2 separate regions of the Ovis aries genome follow, and region 1 is linked to region 2. Evidence: chromatin contacts called from public Hi-C data. All regions are on one chromosome and are shown on one strand. The core of a region is the stretch at or near the end of the contact, and the rest is flanking DNA. Distances in the headings are between cores, read along the strand shown.

What was found. Hi-C and Micro-C count contacts between places; a contact is called where the count stands out from the background.
Region 1: a contact with region 2 is called in a Hi-C map of liver, with 3 times the contacts expected there. The contact joins the promoter of RORC here to the promoter of TUFT1 in region 2. A contact is called at or near these places in 5 of 16 Hi-C or Micro-C datasets (hypothalamus, liver, mixed tissues and 2 more).

What each region holds. Positions count from the first base shown.
Region 1 is chr1:101,758,611-101,761,310 of ARS-UI_Ramb_v3.0, reverse strand. RORC (RAR related orphan receptor C) reads left to right here and starts at 1,379. Exons shown (of 12, transcript XM_060414295.1): 1 at 1,379-1,452.
Region 2 is chr1:101,463,105-101,465,804 of ARS-UI_Ramb_v3.0, reverse strand. TUFT1 (tuftelin 1) reads right to left here and starts at 1,322. Exons shown (of 11, transcript XM_027974915.2): 1 at 1,202-1,322. The coding sequence starts at 1,261. It overlaps CGN (cingulin), which reads right to left. Exons shown (of 21, transcript XM_060414234.1): 21 at 2,674-2,700.

The sequences.
Region 1 (2,700 bases), core at 130-2,629, 300 kb before region 2:
CTGAGCGTGAAGCTCCAGGGTGGGGCACAAGTGGAGGATGGCAAGATGGGAGGGCAGGCCGGGGAGGGGACAGCTACCCGCCTCTCCACGCCAGGTGCCACGTGCACCACGTCGGGGGGAGTGGGCTGCAGTCACGAGGCTGAGGCGTGTCTGGCTCCTGCTCTGCTGTTTACCAGCTGGGAGTGAGAGCAGGAGGAGGTGCCAGGGAGCCTCCCCACTGCAGCCTGGCCGCTGGCCAGCCAGCCTGTTGGGTAACCAGGAGAGCCAGGCCCAGCTAATCAAACTCTGGGCTGAGGCTGTGCAGGAGATCAGTGGCACCCAGGATCCTCAGAAGCTGTATCCTGTGGCCTCCCCAGAGCCCTTCCTCCGTGGGGGCTGCCAGACTGGGGCGGGGTGGGGGGGGGGGAGAATCTCCTTCCTGCAACTACTGCATGAAGCATGTCTCCTCTACACTCCTCTCCCATTGCTCCTCTGCCTCGGCACACACCTCCAGGCCTGCCCTCAGCACCCAGCAGACCAGGAGGCTGTGAAGGCATCAGGGAGCTGGGGAGTTCTAGGGAAGGTCAGCAAAGTGCAGACGCTAAGTAGGCAGAGGCCTCAAGGAAACCAAGAACTGCTGGGATGAACCCGACCTCACCCTGTAGAAGAGGCACCATCCACCAAATATGCCACCCCATCTTCATCTCTCCCCTCCCCACCTCCCCTTCACCAGTCACCTGTCTTGGTGGCTCAGTGGTAAAGAATCCACCTGCTAATGCAGGAGACACAGGTTGGATCCCTGGGTTAGGAAGATCCCCTGGAGGAGGAAATGGCAATCCACTCCAGTATTCTTCCCAAGAAAATCCCAGTGACAGTGGAGCCTGGCAAGCTGCAGTCCGTGGGGCTGCAAAAAGTCAGACACGACTGAGTGACTGAGCACACATGTCTTGGTCAAATAGAAAGCGCATGATTCTAGAGTCACAAAGACCTGGGTTCAAATCACAGCTCAACCACTTACTGTCCTTGTACAATCCCTGGGCAAGTTGTGACTATCTTCGAGCATCCGCTAGCTTTGAGCATCACATAGGTATCTGAAGCAACTATGCTTGCTCCATGGTGGACATTGGGAGGATTGGAGAAAATCATGGATTTACAGAAAGTGACTGGCAAAGGACCCAGCACACAGTAGGTGATGCAGAAAGGCCAGTGCCCTTCCCGTCACCTGTCCTGTCTCTCCTCAAGGCCCCAGACTCTGTTCCTCCCATCTCTCCCTGTGTCCCCTCCTGATGCCGGGACGCTCTGCCAGCCACTCCTTTCCCCTGCCTGCTGTCGGGCCAGGTGCTCCCTCCTCCTCCCTCTTCCCTCCCCTGGGCCCTGCTCCCTGCCCTCCTGGGCAGTCAGGGCAGCAAGGACGGCACCAAGGGAGTTGCCCCATGGACAGGGCCCCACAGAGACACCACCGAGCCTCGCAGGGTAAGAGGCCCTGCAGCCTTACAGGCAGGTGGAAGGGGCTCCCAGGAGGTGCAGAGGAGAGATGGGAAGGGGCTGGTCGGGACGTGAGAGGGTTGGGGCAAGAGAAGAGAGAAGGAGAGAAAGATGAGTTAGCAGGGGAGGGTAGGCCGGTGAGACAGAACAGGTCTTGATAGAGACTGAAGGAGACACGGGAGGAAGGGCTAAGGGGCCAGACAGAGGAGAGAAAGAGGAGGAGGGAGAAGCAGGAAGCACGTGGAGGGGAAAGAAAGGCAGCCGTGAAGAAGGAAGAGACAGGTGGGCTGGGGGAGGAGAGGAGAAGAGAAGAGAGTCAGGGAAGCTGGAGGGAGGAAGGGCCAGCATGTGGGCAGGGTCTGGTTTCAAGTGAGAGCGCCCCCTGGGAGGAGGGGCGGACACTGCTCATCTGGCTGGGACCCCGGGCAGCAGTGAGAGGCCGACCACTCCACCTTCTGTTCATTCAGCGACGGAGGAAGCCGTCCTGCCTCTAAAGATGACAAAGGTCAGGGGAGCAAGCAATAGAACCCTGTCCGCTGCCCACGCCCACCCCCAGCACTTTGCTCCCCACTGGCTCAGGGTTGGGGGTGGAGGACGCGGTTTCATTTCTGCAGAAAATGTGGGACGCTCGGCCAGGGGTAGCGGGGCGGGGGGGCCAGGGGGTGTGGAGAGTCAGGCAGTCCTTGGCCCCACGGAGGGTCTAACTCAAACCGCTCAGCGGGATCCCATGGCCACATGCTCAGTCAGGTGTGAGCCCTGAGGCAAAAAGTGGTGGGGCCACCTGGTGGAGGGAGAACTCCACTGCCGGGGCAAGCAAGGGGAGCTCCCCCACCCCAGGCCTGCTGTGAGGTTCAAGGCTAGAGGCTAGGGAAGAGGGTGCCACGTCAGGGAGGAAGCTGGGTGGGGCCAGGCAAGATTGGCGGCCAGAGGGAGGGGCCGGATGGAGCCACTCCCTCTCCGCGCAGTCCTCCCCCCACCCCACCCCAGCTGAGCCCAGACCTTCAAGTCCATCACTCCCACCCAGTCCAGCGGAGGAACTGGCGTGTAGGGGGCACCTCCTGGGCAGAGCGACAGTGTGTGAGCATTGGACAAGTGCTGTGCTTAGTCGCTCGGTGGTGTCCGACTCTTTGCGACCCCATAAACTGTAGCCCGCCAGGCTCCTCTTCCATGGGGACTCTCCAGGCAAGAACACTAGAGGGGGTAGCCGTTCCCTCCTCCAGGGGATCTTCCCAACCC
Region 2 (2,700 bases), core at 73-2,572:
TGAGAGGGGACTGTGAGGCGAATTAAGCGATGATTTATACCCTAAACTTGAAATGACCAACTGTTCTACAAATACACTTTGAAAAGCCATAATCCAGGTGCAGATGGATTAGCTCTATCTCAAGAGCATGCTGAGACAGGAAGACAGAATGGAATCAGAGTGCAGTGGGGGAAAGGGAGGGATACAAACTCCCTGTCACCTTGGCTCCCGTTTCATTCTCCTCCAGAATAGCTCGAAAACTGATGAAATAGTACACGTTCATTCTGGGTTAGGTTTCCCAGCAGAGCCACAAGCTACCCTCCTCTGAGGGTATGAGGAAAAATCATACGGTCTGCTGTGGTGGGGAGGAGACCAAGGGAGTGAGGGGAGCTGGGCAGATCGCTTAGCACTGGAGCAGATGGGAAGGGCTCCTCGCTCCCCTACTCTCACTCCACCTAGAAGCTCGTGCAGGTCACTTCCCTCCCCTTCTCAGCCCAGGTTCTGGCATCCTTTCCATCCGCTTGCTCCGTGCTTGGAGACGGAAGCAAAACCAACCAAAAGTCCCAGGAAGCTATCGGCTGACCGATGGGAGGAGGGGAGCAAGAAAAGCGGCATGGGAAAGAGCAGAAATCATAGCAGAGAGGCGACCCCAAGCAGACAGCCTCCTAGCGAAAGGTAAGAGTCCTTGGCCAATCTCGGCGTACTTGGAGTTCTACCACCCCCACCCTCCAGTCCGAGCCCTAGAATTTCACTTTGTATCCTTTGTCTTGCTACTGCTCGCCCAAAGCACTACGAAGTTCTTTGAAGAGCCCCTGAAGTCACCAGAACCCACAGAAAAGCCTAATCCCCCTCGATAGGAACCAAAGTCCAAAAGAGCACAGGGATCCCGTCCCTGGAGCTCATTCTACTACGACACAACCTAACAGCCCATAGGACCCCTCAGCAGCGCGCACCGGCGACCAGCGCCGAGTCCCGGGCAGGAGCCGCAGTGTCCTCCCAAAGGGCAGGGAAGCCCCGTGTCCTCGAGCCTCAGAAGAGTCTTTATCCTGCTGACCCCACTGCCCGCCGCGAAGTGGTAGAAGAAAGAGAAGAGCCGCGAGGAGCTGACCACACCGAGCGCGGCATCAGGTGATGTCAGCGAACTCCTCGCGGGGGACTGGAAAGGAAGAATTCGAAAACGAGAATACCAAGCTAGGTAGGCGGCGCGAACACTTTTACTTACCGCGGTCTGCCCCTCCGGATGCACGTCCACCAATGTACACCAGTTACGCGTCCCGTTCATCTTCTCCTGCGGGGGTCGCAGCACAAAGCCCAACCCTCTGCCCTGCAGTTCGGCTCCTACTAAGCGGGCGCGCGCCGAACCGCCCCACCTTGTATATCGCGTCAGGGGCGGGGGCAAGAAAGGACACGCCCCTAAGACTCCATTGGTCAACGAGTGGGCGAAAGGGTGCAATAGGTGTGGTCTAGCTGCATCAGGACACGCCCATCTGAGCTCGCCCTGATTTACGTAGAGGTGGGGCTTATAGGTTGGGAGCAACTTATTTGCTTAACTGAAGTTTAGTATAGCATTTTATGCCTATATGAAGACATGGCAACCCACTGCAGTATTCTTGCTTGAAAAATCCCATGGACAGAGGAGCCTGACGGGTTACAGTCCAGAGTGTCGCAAAGAGTAGGACACATATGTGTGTATGGCTGTACCTCAAACATTAGTCTTGCCTTCACCTTTCAATTCTAAGACCAGTGTTTGTAAGATAGAATCACCCCGCCAGCCCCTAGCGGATGAGGATTTGAAAAATCTTCCATACATTCTCCTGTTCCTACATATAGGCCAGCCTGTAGGGTTTGTGGAGCTGAGCAAACCTTACAGACTTCCAGGACCAGCTCACTCAGACTGGCCTAAGCCAGTCTGGCAAGTGCCCTTCCCTGGCAGGAAGCCCAGGCCAAAGTCAATGCCAGCTTGCCTATGGGTGGGGCTTGTTTGGCAGAAGCTATTATATCGAAGCTGCCCTTATATAGAAGGGAGAGGCGGGACACATTGCCTTAAAAGGAATTTGTACTCTTGGGAAGGGATAAATCTCAATGTCTCCAGTGGCATTTGCTCCCTAAGCCCAGGTTAGCATGTTAAGGGCCCATAAGAGAGGTTGGTCAAGCAGGACCTTGGAGCTTCTTCCAGCCCAACCGCTCTTGGCAGGTGGCTTCTCAGTGGGGCTATGATCTTCATGGACATCAGACAGGAGGAGGTCTGACCCATTCTTGAGTGGGCAGAACTTCTGAATCTGGCAATAGACTTTGGTGAACACCTCACCCCATCTTCAAGGGAACACAAGGGCAGGGATGACAGAAACTTCCCAGGTAGGAACTGGGTCACATGCAATGTAGGAATGGATGGTATCTTTGCACCTGGAAGGCAAATATTTAGGGTATCCTTATGCTCCATAGGAATAAAACTCAGTTCTAACCTGTCTTCTCTAATTCTCAAAGAAGGCATTTACTGGTCTTGCTATTCCCAAGAATGGAGCTGCTATAAACTTATAGTCTCCCTAGATCCCATCTGATCTGTTGTAAAAGACCTTTAAAAGTGAGGTAAGAAAACTCCAGTTTCAGCCTCTAAGTTGCAGAGTAAGATGGTTTCTCCATATAATTTGGACCTCCAAATAAATCAGGAAAATGAATGAGAAGACAAGTCAAGGATTTCAGTATAGATATATAATTTTTATT